Regions from separate parts of the Mus musculus genome. Here region 2 is linked to region 1. A link is a contact called in public HiChIP or PLAC-seq data. All regions are on one chromosome and are shown on one strand. Each heading gives the region's core, a stretch centred on a gene start, on an enhancer-like site or on the middle of the called end of the contact. The rest is flanking DNA. Distances are from core to core; before and after follow the strand shown. Region 1 holds the start of Snhg7 (small nucleolar RNA host gene 7). Region 2 has its middle 19 kb from the start of Surf6.

The links. HiChIP or PLAC-seq counts read pairs in DNA pulled down with a chosen protein or histone mark.
Region 2: an H3K27ac HiChIP or PLAC-seq map of embryonic stem cells shows a contact between it and region 1, with 5 times the contacts expected there. The contact joins the enhancer-like site here to the promoter of Snhg7 in region 1. A contact is called at or near these places in 6 of 39 promoter capture datasets (the C10 cell line, the HPC-7 cell line, cranial neural crest and 3 more), 4 of 15 datasets of contacts at CTCF or cohesin (CD8 T cells, hippocampal excitatory neurons, large pre-B cells and 1 more), 81 of 484 Hi-C or Micro-C datasets (the 63-12 cell line, the AtT-20 cell line, B cells and 58 more), 28 of 115 datasets of contacts at active chromatin or transcription factors (the 230-238 cell line, CD8 T cells, the HPC-7 cell line and 17 more) and 3 of 9 other capture datasets (adipose tissue, embryonic stem cells and liver).

The regions. Positions count from the first base shown.
Region 1 is chr2:26,634,812-26,641,497 of GRCm38.p6, forward strand. Snhg7 (small nucleolar RNA host gene 7) reads right to left here and starts at 5,433. Exons shown (of 4, transcript NR_024068.2): 1 at 5,247-5,433; 2 at 4,619-4,660; 3 at 3,230-3,284; 4 at 2,365-2,822. It overlaps Snora17 (small nucleolar RNA, H/ACA box 17), which reads right to left and starts at 4,510; the gene lies at 4,379-4,510. It overlaps Dipk1b (divergent protein kinase domain 1B), which reads left to right. Exons shown (of 5, transcript NM_019833.3): 3 at 1-84; 4 at 176-352; 5 at 728-1,686. The coding sequence ends at 1,540. Snora43 (small nucleolar RNA, H/ACA box 43) reads right to left here and starts at 3,174; the gene lies at 3,036-3,174.
Region 2 is chr2:26,880,637-26,887,678 of GRCm38.p6, forward strand. No RefSeq gene overlaps it. Among named protein-coding and RNA genes, the nearest start is that of Surf6, 19 kb to the right of the region's middle. Within about 2 kb of position 5,130, at least 3 of the 459 cell types and tissues checked have an H3K27ac peak or open chromatin away from gene starts, as enhancers often do. A contact at or near this core is called in embryonic stem cells, where this site is marked.

The sequences.
Region 1 (6,686 bases), core at 4,183-6,682:
ATCTCCGGCTCTGTCTGCCAGGACCTGTGTGAGCTGCAAAAGGTGGAGTGGAGGACCTGTCTGTCCTCAGCCCCAGGCCAGCAGGTGTGCAGCTGGGCATGGTGGGCGGGCTGGTGTGGGTTGCTGCTGCCAGTAAGCTGGCATATAAAGGGAATATACCTGTGACTCCTTCTAGGTGTACAGTGGGCTCTGGCAAGACAAAGAGGTGACCATCAAATGTGGCATTGAGGAGGCGCTGAACTCCAAGGCTTGGCCAGATGCAGCCCCGAGGCGGGAGCTGGTGCTGTTTGACAAGCCCACCAGGGGAACTTCCATCAAGGAGTTCCGGGAGATGACCCTCAGCTTCCTCAAGGTTAGTGCTCAGACCTTTACTGCAGCCCTCAGCTGGGGAGGTCTACAAAGACCTGGGCAGCAGGAGACAGGCAAGGCAGCAGCATACCAGGGCTTGCGGGAACAAACTGGCAGTACGGTGAGGGCTCAGGAGTTTGAGGACTCCACATCCAGTGTGGCTAAAGGAGGGACTGGAAGGAGATGGGAACAGGGCTCAAAGCTAGTGCTATGGCCTGGGGCCTGTGTGCATAGCTGGGAGAAGAGTTGGAGTATATGGTGCAGGCAGCATGACTTATGGGCATTCTGTGGAGACCAGGCTAGACGGAGAGCTCTTCCAGCTGAGAGGTATGCAGCATCAGGTACGCAGCTCTGCTTTCCTTTTGGTCTCCAATGCCAGGCTAACTTAGGAGACCTGCCTTCCCTGCCAGCGCTGGTTGACCAGATACTTCTCATGGCGGACTTCAACAAGGATAGCAGGGTGTCCCTGGCAGAAGCCAAGTCCGTGTGGGCCCTGCTGCAGCGCAATGAGTTCCTGCTGTTGCTGTCCCTTCAGGAGAAGGAGCATGCGTCCCGGCTGCTGGGCTACTGCGGGGACCTCTATCTTACTGAGGGCATCCCTCATGGTTCCTGGCATGGGGCAGTGTTGCTGCCTGCCTTGCGCCCACTTCTACCATCTGTGCTGCACAGGGCTCTCCAGCAGTGGTTTGGACCTGCATGGCCCTGGCGTGCAAAGATCGCCATTGGTCTGCTGGAATTTGTGGAGGAGCTCTTCCATGGTTCCTATGGTACCTTCTACATGTGTGAGACTACACTTGCCAATGTGGGGTACACAGCTACCTACGACTTCAAGATGGCTGACCTGCAGCAGGTGGCACCAGAGGCTACCGTGCGTCGCTTCCTTCAGGGTCGCCACTGTGAGCAAAGCTCTGACTGCATCTATGGGCGAGATTGCAGGGCCCCATGTGACAGGCTCATGAGGCAGTGCAAGGGTGACCTCATCCAGCCCAACCTGGCCAAGGTGTGCGAGCTGCTAAGGGACTATCTGCTGCCTGGAGCTCCTGCAGGCCTCTACGAGGAGCTGGGCAAACAGCTGCGCACCTGCACCACGCTGAGTGGACTGGCCAGCCAGATTGAGGCTCACCATTCACTGGTGCTTAGCCACCTTAAGACCTTACTCTGGAGGGAGATCTCCAACACCAACTACTCCTAGGGCTGCAGGCTCCAGGCACTACAGCTCACAGGTTGCCCCTCCTCACTCACTCCAACAACTCAGCAGAGGAGCCAGGGGCCCCTATCAGAGGCTGGCCCACTGGGCCCAATCCTCCGAATATGTAAATAAATGGCTTTTATGTGACACCCGGGTATGTGGATCCTTTGGTATGGAACAGCTGCCAGGAAGGGTGTGATTTTAAAGCTCTTGTCTGGGCATCAACTGAGCACAAAACAGTAAGTCATGGGCTTAAATGTCAATCTTTGTTTCTTAGAAATTCTGCACTGGGGGGGGGGGGGGCAGGTTAAGAGCAGTGACTGCTTGCTCTTCCGAAGGCCCTGAGTTCAAATCCCAGCAACAAAATGGTGGCTCACAACCATCAGTAATGAGATCTGACTCCCTCTTCTGGAGTGCCTGAAGACAGCTACAGCGTATTTACATATAATATATACATTTTAAAATAAGAAATTCTACACTGTCCCAGGGATTAAACCTGTGGACGGACTCTTGTGCATCTCTCAGCAGCATGCTCGATCCACTGAGCAATATCCTGGATGGCACACAGTGGCAGCCCCAGTCTGGGCTTCAGACACTTGAGCAGACCAGCATTTCTATTGTGTTGTCTTCGTGCCTTACCTGGCGCCCCCACAGACCAGCCTTCTAAGCTTAGCTTAGGGAAAATGTTTGCCCACAGTATACAGAAAGCTTAGCTCCCTTTAAACCTTAGTCTGGCATGTTTTATTTTCCAGGGGAGATGAGAAGAAACTCAGTAGGCTATTTAGCCTAAGGTGGGAGAGTGCTGACAGCAAAGAAAGATTCCAGCCTCAAGAACTGACAAGTTTATTTGTGTCACAGCATCCAGCCTTTTTTCCCCTCTCCTTTTTTTTTTTAGTTTTTCAAGACAGGGTTTCTTTGTGTACCAGTCCTGGCTGTCCTGGAACTTGCTTTGTAGACCAGGCTGGCCTTGAACTCAAGTGACCAGTTATCACCACCCAACTCAATTATCTCTCTTAAGGCCATATACAATTAGATAGAGAGGTTGAGCCTTAGAGGGTCCTCCATCCAGTGTTTACCTCACCAGTCTTGGAAATAAGAGTCAAACCCAAGCCAATCCAAATCCAGTTCCTAACTTAGGACATGGGAGAGCTACCAGTGTAAATTTCCAGCTGCCCAAGGCCTGTATGGATGGTTCTGTGTTACCCTGGTGAGGTCAGAGGGCATACCTCAGGCACGTGATCAGCCATGTTGGCCAAGTAGCCCCCCTTCTTCCTGGCTCCTGGATCTGGAAGATGAAAGGAATGGAGAGTTTCTTGTATTTTTCCAGTCCCTCAGGATGTCTCCTAGAAAACTTAATTTCTATCTCCCTCCACTTCCAAAGTTCTATCTCCCTAAAATGCTGACCATGCAACCCTTTGGTGAGCCCTAGAGGTTTGACACTGGGGTCTGGCCAACAGCATCAAAGCAAAACCCAGTGCCTTCCCACCACGGCTCTGCAAAATGTCAGGCTACAAACCATTCTTAGTGCTCACGGGCTTCTGAGCACTGAGCGTAGAAACAGCCACTTGCTCTTTGCCCCAATGTCACAGGCTCAGCTGAGCAGCTGTGCCATGCCTGTGGTGCTGATCTAGGACAGCATCTTTAGGGCAGCCACTCACATCCCATCTGAGCATGCTCCAGCCTACCTCTTACCTCAACTGGACATTGCTGGGCATTTGGCATAAGCAGACTTTAGTCACCAACTTTCCTGTACCAAAGAAAACAATCAATGTAGACCTTCCACAAGTGTCGCACCCCCAGACCTCTGGAGGCCCGAAGCAGTAGTCCCTTTACCCTTATGCTTTATGACACCCCCTGTCACTGTTAGCTGTATGCTCCACCATGCTTCCTCATTCTGAAATCTCGGTGCTGCATGGACCTACCATCAGGCACTTCGTCTTTTCCCCTTATCAGTTTCACTTGCCCATGGTGCTAGGGATGGAGACTCAGGCCTGTGTGCAGCCAAGTGAGCACCACTGAGCTCCACTCCAGCCCGTACCAGCTAGCAACCAGTAGATACCCAGTTTGAAAAGCCATCTCACATCAAGGTAGCTGGAGCATTAGGTAATAAGCTCCACTCATCTCCCCAAAGAGAGGCTTTGAGGTTGTAATGGCTGGTTTTGTGCCAACTTGATACAAGTTAGTCATTAGGAAATGCCCCCATGAGATCCAACTGTTAGGCATTTTCTCAATTAGTGAACAGTGGGGAAGGCCTAGCCCATTGTGAATGGTGCCATCTCTGGGCTGGTGGTGGAACACACCTTTAATCCCAGGCCATAGAGAAACCCAACCTCTTGGTTGGGGTTGGAGTCTGGCTCGGTGGTTAAGAGCACTGACGGCTGAGTTCAATTCCCAGCTCCCCACCATCTAGAACAGGCTCTGATGGCCTCCTATGGCATGCAGGTACAGGCGGAGCACTCAGCACCCTTTCATGGTCTCCGCCTTGACTTCCTTTGGCAACAAGCAGCAGTGTAAGTGTGTGCGGAATAACCCCTTTCCTCCCCAACTTGCTCTTTGGTAATGGTGTTTCATAGCAATAAAACCCCTGACTAAGACAGATACATCCTTGCTTCCACCCACTGTTGTTTTTGAGACAGTCTCTTGACCCAAGCTGGTGGATAAGAGAAACATGTGCCACAACGCTGTGTCCCAGGACCTGGTTTCATGATTTCCAACAGATCAATTTCTCTGTAAACTTCCTCTTTACACACCAGCCCCTCTATTTGGTTTATGCAGAGCCATCAAATGACCTAAGCCAGTCAAAAACTAGGAGGGACAATCCCACCTCCAGCTTTCAGGAGTGTTGTCAGGCTACAAATCATTCAGACGTTCACAGGGCAGAACACTGAGCGTAGACATAGCCTCTTTTCTCTCTGCCACCTACTGACGCACATGTGACACAGCAGCCACACCTGCAACGCCTCTAGGAGCAGGGTGTCGATGAAGCAAGTGCTGGGTGCCACACCGTGACTGTTAATGCGAATCTTAGTAACTTTGAGTCAACTCACCTAATAGCCCAACTCACCTAATAGCCCAACTCACCTAATAGCCCAACAGGCGCTTTCTTTCTGGCAGGCAAGCTTCCTAGGGAAAGGAAAGGAAGAAAGCATTCTGCACACACCCTATCAGGATCACTTTGGGGGACTGCACTAGACTTGTATTTTATTCCTATTCCAATGGGTCCACATGGCTTGTCCTTGCTAAGGCTTTTTTTTTTTTTTTTTTTTTTGGTTTGGTTTTTCGAGACAGGGTTTCTCTGTATAGCCTTGGCTGTCCTGGAACTCACTTTGTAGACCAGGCTGGCCTCGAACTCAGAAATCCGCCTGTCTCTGCCTCCCGAGTGCTGGGATTAAAGGCGTGCGCCACCACGCCCGGCTAGGCTTTTTACAAATAAAACCCCTTTTTCTTTCTCTCCAACTCAGCGGCATTACACTAGACAGAGTACTGTCTCACATCTGAGTTATCTCAAGTTGGTATTCAGCATGCAGCAAATATAGACAGAGTCTTTCCCTGGTGCTCCTTAGCCCTACGAAAGGGAGACCGGTCTGGAGCCCCAACCAGGGGCTTCTGCGTTGTACTAGTCCAGACAGGAGCCTCGGCTTTCCTTCTCGGGACTTCTGGGGGCAGTCCACCCGGCCCTCGGGCACATCGTGAACGCCCTTCCCCTTACCACGCGGTTAGCCTGCTGCACATATTAGGGCGACTAAACTCTCAGAAGGAAAGCACGGTACATCTTCGTTACGATCGTCAGGAGACGCAGTCTTCCCGGTAGCCGGCCAAGGGTATATAGGGTCATCCGCGGCGTCCCAACGGTAACAATGGCGATACAAACATAGAGCCGCCATGGCTGCCGAGAGGCCGAGCATCTCCACGCCACGTCCTTTATAGTACTGACTACGGCAGCCCGCGAGGGACTTTCACTGTCCTCCGAGTGCCGCGCCCTCTAGTGGCTCCTTCGCTCCTCGCCGGCGCTTCTCATAGCCCAGTCGGTTAGAGGCTCATGGGACTCTGTACTGCTTGATCCTAGATCCTGCCTTTCCAAGCAGAACTCAGAGACTTATTTCGAGTGTTACCAAGCTCACAGGACTTTTCAAACGACCCATGAAGTCCTGCGCCTTCTTACGAAACTCCTCGTTTTTGGTGGGGGCAGCCTTGCTCTCCCTGTTCTTAGTGATACTAAAGCTTCCACGCAAAGAGGAAAGGCCAGCTCTGACGAACCAGAATTTAGGAGGCAAGGAGGTGACCAGTTGTTTCCTCTTTTACAAGGACGCTTTGGGGATGAGTCAGGAGGGAGCTCCAGGGAGTTCATGGATTCCAGATGTTTCTAACTAGCCCCGCCTGTGGGGTTGTCTGTGGATCTGAGGCACACAGCAGCTTTTAGAAGGTTGGCTGTCCTCTGCTTCAGGACAGTGCTGGAAGACAAATAATACACTCTGACTACTTGCTGTGTTGTGTCCCGCACAAGTACAGATTTGTCTTTTAAGTCCTGAAACTGATGAGGGCTCCCAGGTGATGGGGTGAATTGTGGGCCTGGGGACACACCATTGAGCACTCTTCTTTTACTGGTGGGCCAGCCCAGCCACACTTGTTAATAGTCCCAAGTTCTTGAACCCTTATATTGCCTGCCTGTCTGCCTTCCCACCTCCCTCTCTCCCTTCCTCCTTCCTGTTTTTTGATACGATGTCTCATATAGCCTAGGCTTCAAACTTGCTATGTAGTTGAAGATAAGTTGAACTTCTGATCCTCCTGCCCCTAACTTCTAACAACTAGATTTTGAGGGGTGAACTGTTATGCGTGGCCCAAAGCCTTGAAACTGGAGTTACAGATGGTTTTGAGTCGTCATGTGGATGCTAGAAATCAAACCTGGTTCACTAAGGAGCGGGCTCTTATCTTAGCCTCACGACTTGTTACCAGTCACTTTTTGTCTTAGTGATCTGTCTTAATTTCCTTTTCTGTAGCTGTGATAAAATACCAAGACAGAAGCAGGTTAAGCAGAAAGTGTTTGGGCTGCAGTTTGAGGTTGCAGTTTAGCATGACAGGGAAGTAACAGCAGTAGGCTTGAAGCAACTGGCCCACATGGCAGGTCAAGGATTAGAGAGTGATGAATGCT
Region 2 (7,042 bases), core at 3,880-6,379, 250 kb after region 1:
TCCTGAGTCAGAACGTGGGGGAGTCCTCACGTTGTGGGTCTTTCAGAAAGTAGAATTAAAGGTAAGATTTAAAGCAATGTCTCTTTAATGAAGCATTAAAATTTGCACTGTCATGCATTCATAGTATGTATAAATTAGCAGCCAAACTTCATAACATTATAGTGAAAGACCCACAACGTGAGGACTCCCCCACGTTCTGACTCAGGAGAGGCGACACCCCAAAATCACCCATGAGAAACGGTCTTGCTGAAAACTGCAAGAGGATTTTTATTCAAGAGCGCTCTGGGGCCCATGGTCATACACCACGCAGGGGTAGAGGACCGTGGCGCCCCAAGTAGCTGGATAAGGGGGTATTTAAAGGAAGAAACCACAACTCAAGGAGGTGGGAAGGACGTTGTTGGAAAATACCAAAAATACCAGTAAAGAGTCACAAGGAAGTGCAAAGTTACAAGAGTCACGAGGAATACCTGGTAATTGTGAGGGTTATTTCTCAAGACAGTTTCTAAGAGCCACTAACAATAGCACCTTTGCATAGCGGGTTCCAGCAATGGTCAGGGTGGGTCAGGGTGACTTTCTTTGAATGAATACTCCTTGAACCCAGGAAGTGGGTGGGTGGAGGGATGTCGCTATCTGTTTTATGATTAGCATACCTTGGAGCACTGAGTCACAAAGGCCACATTCCCAAACCTGGGCCTAAAGGCCTAGAATTGTTTTTACTACTCTTTCAATAGTAATGCCTCTAACATTTATTCTAAGGTTATAAATTGTTTTGAAATTGGGGTTTACTTTCCCAAAGTTGTAGTTATAGTCTAATATTGCAAAAGAAACTTAAAAGTTCTAAAATCTTTCCTCATGGCAAGGGGAACAAAGCTCAGAGCAGCCACTGCAGGGCTTGTATGACTTTCTTTTGTCTTGCAAATGGTGCCTAAGAAGCGCTTGAAACTTGCCTCTCCTTGCCTTAGCTAAAAGAACACTGTTGCAGACCTATCCAGATGTTGTTCCAAATAAAGTTCAAATTCAAGGTTTATAAAAGGGTCAATCAGACTGTAGAACATATAAAGGCATTACAATCTGGCTTGCCTACTTCATGTAAAGTTATTATAGGTTTAAAAGTTTGTTTTTTCCTTTGAATCTGTTAATTGTAAAGAATTTTGCTTCTAGTGAACTGGTAATCACTGGAAAATTTTGCCTCTGGGTACGGCTAATATAGCTTTACCTCATGTAAGAGAAATTCTTATTGTCTTTGCTTCAATACAAGAAGCTAAGAGTTTAAATCTTTCAGGTATATTGTTTCCTAAGTGAAAAGTATTTTATTAGCTAATACTTTTAAGGGGAAGTTTACTTTAAATTTTTGCTCTCACACAAGGAGCTTTTAAGTTCTGGGGAGTAGCTGTTGCTCCAGAAAAAATTCAGAGGCAATATCTTTTTAATACTTAAGGTTTTAGCTATACTATAAAATTGTGGTACAGAAAATCTAAGAACGAAAAATTGATTTGCTTCAAATTTTTATTTTCAAAAGCTTCCAGGAGGTGTTAATTGGCTAAGATCTCACCTTAAACTCACCACAGGAGAACTTAAGCCTTTGTTAGGTGCTATTAAGTGAGACACAAATTAACTGGCAAAGAACAAAAGGCTTTGCAGAAAATAAAGAAAGCTTTTATAATTGTTATCAATTATAATTAATGGTAATTAAATATTAGCTGCCTATTTTAGTTGTGATTATTAAATGTGCCCACAGCAATTCTTTGGCAAGAGAAAACATTATCGTAAAGTCATCTTTCTTCTCCTCCCGGCCGACTGTTGGCCTACGTGGAGCTGGCAGGCTGCTGGCTACTGCGGGGTGGGGCCATGGGGTACGCTGCTTTCCATGAGTGGTGGTGGCGCAGGAGGCTGCCAGAAAGCGGGCACCTTTGTAGTGAACTCAGGGGAGGGCTTGAAGCACTGGTCGGGCGCGCCATTGCCCCCATGAGCATCTGCCTGTCTCCTCCGGGGGTGGCCGTATTTTTCCTGCTATGCCGCCCTTGCTCGGGCTTCAGCCTCTATGGTCTGGGAGGCGGGCCAAAGGCCAGTGAGGCCGAGGTGTTGTTCATCTCAAAGCACAGTTTTAACATCCTATTAAGGCTGCTGTGGTGCTAATAAAGAATTGTAAGATAAATTCATATATTTTAGAAAACCTATATCAAAAATTGTGTCTTAAAAACCTAAGTGTCTGTTCCTTGTTCCAAACAGCAATTAATTTGGTTATTACAGAATATTGATATTTGGCCTATTGCATACCATCATTTTAAATAAAATTGATAATCATTATCCTAAAGATAAGTTAAAAATTGTTTTTATGAATGCTTTTGTACCTTCTATAAATTCATACATGCATCCCAATTTCTGTGTTTAAAAACAGCCCTTCTATGGGAGAAAACTATATGTGAATTGGATCACACGCTTATTCTTTTGAGTTTCCTCCTGCTTCAGCACAGATAATTACATTGTGTGCTGTAGATGGTGTTTTAAAATGTTGAATAATTAAGCTTTAATTTGTATATTTATCAACATATATCTCAGAGCTTACAATTGCTTAAAATTGTTCATCCCTCAGATACTATAAATTCTCAAATTTGCAATTGTTTATGCATATACAACTCATAAGAAAAAATGCTGTTCCTTTAAGAAAACTGTTTTTGGACAGTTAAGAATTTGTCCTGGGTTGCCTGGAAAAGACCCCCAGGATTTGCTTTTGTGTTATAGAGATTTACAAAAAGCTTTAGCTGATAAAGGATTACAGATAGCTCCTGAAAAGATACAAACTCAGGATCCTTATAATTATTTGGGTTTTAGATTTACAAATCAAGATGTTTTCCCCCAGAAGATAGTTATTCGCAGAGACAACTTAAGGACTTTTTGGGTTTTTTTTTTTTCTGGTTTTTGTTTTGTTTTGTTTTGTTTTGTTTTGTTTTGAGACAGGGTTTCTCTGTGTAGCCCTGGCTGTCCTGGAACTCACTTTGTAGACCAGGCTGGCCTTGAACTCAGAAATCCGCCTGCCTCTGCCTCCCGAGTGCTGGGATTAAAGGCGTGCGCCACCACACCTGGCCAACTTAAGAACTTTGAATGATTTTCAAAAATTGTTAGGTGATATTAATTGGATTCGCCTGTATTTAAAGCTTACTACAGGGGAACTGAAACCTTTATTTGATATTCTTAAAGGGAGTTCTGATCCTACTGCCCCCCTCCCCCGATATTTAACCTCAGAAGGATTGCTGGCCTTACAACTAGTGGAAAAAGCTATTGAAGAACAAATTGTCACTTATATAGATTACTCTTTGCCTTTACATCTGTTAATTTTTAATACTATTCATATGCCTTCAGGATTGTTATGGCAAAAGTCTCCTCTAATGTGGATACATTTGAGGATTTCTCCTAAACGTAACATCTTGCCATACTATGAAGCAGTAGCTCGGATGATTAGCCTTGGAAGGAAGCAGGCACTAACTTATTTTGACAAAGAGCCAAATATCATTGTTCAGCCTTACAGCGTAGGTCAAGATACTTGGCTGAAACAGCACAGTACAGATTGGTTGCTTGCTCAAATAGGGTTTAAAGGAACTATAAACAACCACTACCCTCAAGATAGGTTGGTAAAAATTTTAAAAGTACATGTGGTGATATTTCCTAATATGACCTCTTTACAACCCTTACACAATGTTCTTCTGGTGTTTACTGATGGCTCCTCTAAAGGGCAAGCTGGATATCTTAATAATCAACAGGTAATCATAAAGAGTCCTGGCCTCTCGGCTCAATTAGCAGAATTAACAGCAGTATTGAATGTCTTTCAGTCTGTAAATGAGGTTTTTAATATTTTTACTGATAGTTTATATGTTGCACAATCGGTACCCTTATTGGAGACTTGTGGTACGTTTAACCTTAATATGCCAGCAGGATCCCTGTTTTCACAATTGCAAAACATCATTCTTGCCTGAAAACATCCATTCTATATTGGCCACATACAATCTCATTCTGGTCTTCCTGGACCTTTAGCTGAAGGCAATGATTGAATCGACAGAGCTCTAATAGGAGAGGCCTTAATTTCAGATACTGTTGCTTTGGCCAAACGTGATCATGAAAAATGTCATCTCTCTAGCCATACCTTAAGGCTCCGACATAAGATCACTAAAGAACAGGCAAGAATGATTGTAAAACAATGTCCTAAATGTATTACATTATCTCCAGTGCCACATTTAGGAGTAAATCCACGAGGTCTTATGTCTAATCCTATTTGGCAAATGGATGTAACTCATTATGCAGAATTTGGAAAATTAAAATATATACATGTTTGTATTGACACTTGTTCAGGATTTCTTTTTGCTTCTCTACATACTGGAGAGGCCTCTAAAAATGTAATTGATTATTGCCCACAAGCCTTTAATGATATGGGATTGCCTAAACTTATTAAGACAGATAATGGGCCATCCTATTCTAGCAAAATTTTTACTTCATTTTGTAAGAAATTTGGTATCAAACATAAAACTGGAATTCCTTATAACCCCATTGGACAAGGAATAGTTGAACATGTTCTTCGCACTTTAAAAAATTGGCTTTTAAAACAAAACAGGGGCAGTTATATCCACCAAGGTCACCAAAGGCACATCTTGCTTTTGCTTTATTTGTTCAAAATTTTTTGCAAACTGATGTTAAAGGTCAGTCTGCAGCTGATCGCCACTGGCATCCATTTACTTCTAGTTCTTAAGCCATGGTAAAGTGGTGGGACCCATTAACTAATGAATGGAATGGTCCAGACCTGGTCCTAATATGGGGAAGGGGCTCAGTCTGTGTTTTTTCACAAAAAGAAGACGGAGCACGATGGCTGCCTGAAATATTAGTTCATCAACTGGACACAGATCCTGAATCTTCCAGTAATTATGACTCTGACCTTGATTATGGCTAAAAATCCTCTTTAACTGAAAAGTTAATTTGGAGCACAGCCTCCTCTCCCAGAAAAGTTACAGCCTTTCTGTGATTCTCAAAGCCACCTCCCCCACACCAGGAGCTCAAAGTCTAAGCTTGGTCATTGCTAATTTGCAATTGAATGGAGTACCTGGACTTCCCCAAAGAAGCTTTTGTACTGTTGCTTTTCACTGTCTCCTATTGTTTTTCAAGCAGGTTAGTCAACACTTCAGCCTGACTGTAGCAGGTTGTGCAGCCTCGCCTCCAACAGCGCAGGTGGCAGTTATTAATCTATATGAAGAAGCATTTTAAGTACATATTGTGGCTTTGGTCTGAATTGGGAATAAGGTGTGCAGGAAAAATAAGGGCTGGACAGTCAAAGACGGGCACCCAGATCTCGGAATCATATCAATCTAAGACAGAGATGCATGCCAAGAGGCCGTGGTTGTTAATAATACACCACAGAGCCATGCTTTGGGTAAAATAAACACAAAAAAGCTGCACGTACCATCTATGACGGAATTGAATGGTTTGGGAAGATCTAAGATTTCCTAAGTCAGGCACGGCCGCCAGCCACCATAACTCCAAAGCAGGAATATAGAGCATAAATACATTTTATGCCTCAGTCCAGCTATTTTTAATATTATAAACAGGGGGGAAATTGTAGCCTCCCCCAGCCTCGAAGCAGGCTGATCCAGACTTTGACCTTGCTGCCACTGAAAATTAGACCACCTGGGGTGGAGCCTTCCTGCCTAGATTGCTCTATTATTCAGCCACTGCCACTGCTCTCTCCAAGACACTGCTACCTGCTGAGAGGCCCCTGAGATATTCCAGAGACTACACCCTATCCAGCAGCTGGTTCCAGGCACCAAGAATGGATTAGCAGTGGGATGGGCCTCCCCCCCCCCCCCGCCCCCTTTATAAGCACAGTTAGCTATTAAACATTTGAGCTTTGATCAGGAACCTTGTCTTGGCTTCCATTTTTCTCTCGACCGTCTAGTTTATGTCTTTTCAGCCCCAGTTTGCCTCCCAGGAGTAACCCCAGTCCATGTGAGCCGCAGGTCGGCTCTCAAGAGCTAAGAGGTCCACTTTCCACATATCCTAATAACTTTTCTCTTCCACTACCTCAGCTGGGTAGTGGGCAAGAGGAGAGATTAAATCTTTATTAAAAGTAGGTTGCCCAGGGCAGAGGTGGAGCACACCTTTAATCCTAGCACTTGGGAGACAGAGGCAGGTGAATTTCTGAGTTCGAGGCCAGCCTGGTCTACAATGTGAGATCCAGGACAGTCAGGGCTACACAGAAAAACCCTGTCTCAGAAAAAAAAAAAAAAGTAGGTTGCAAAAAATTTAGGCCTAGAGAGCGCTGTTAGTTTGAGGCCGGCCTGACCTTCAGAGAGAGTTCCAGGCTGGCCAGGGATAAACAGAGAAACCAGGTGTGGAAAAATCAAAAAAGAAAAAGGTTTGAGAGTTAGGATAGCACAGATATAGCACATGAGCACAGTCAAGTGGAGCTACAGCAAATGGTCTGAGGCCCACAATTGACAGTGCAGAAAGCAGTGGGAGACTGCAACATGGTGCAGAAGTGTGTAACAGAGGGAATCAGCACTGGGACCAGTCTCAGCTGAGGGCGGGGTCTGGAGAAGGATGGATGTGATACTGGCAAAGGGAAGAAAGGATCAGACACGGGACGTCCATCGCTTCATGAGACCACACTGCTTTTAAAATACATCTTCTAAAGTCTTCTATGATTACATAAGAAAATTGAAAGAAGAACAAAGCAAGCAAACAGCAATTTTATAAGAACTAAAAATTAACATTATAAAAAAGTCAATTTTCTTTAAACTCAGTGTCTTCTTCCGTGGGATTCGTGTCACAAGCCTTGCAGTCACAGAAATGCTAGACAGGATGACTAGCATTTTGTTTCAGTTCAGCATATGGTTAATAGATCAAAAGTTACTACTCCCTACTATATCAAACTTAACTTTCCATAGAAGTTCAACCTGTAACCCTTCTTTAACTCTTCCTAAGCTGGGCAGTGGTGGCGCACGCCTTTAATTCCAGCACTCGGGAAGCAGAGGCAGGCAGATTTCTGAGTTCGAGGCCAGCC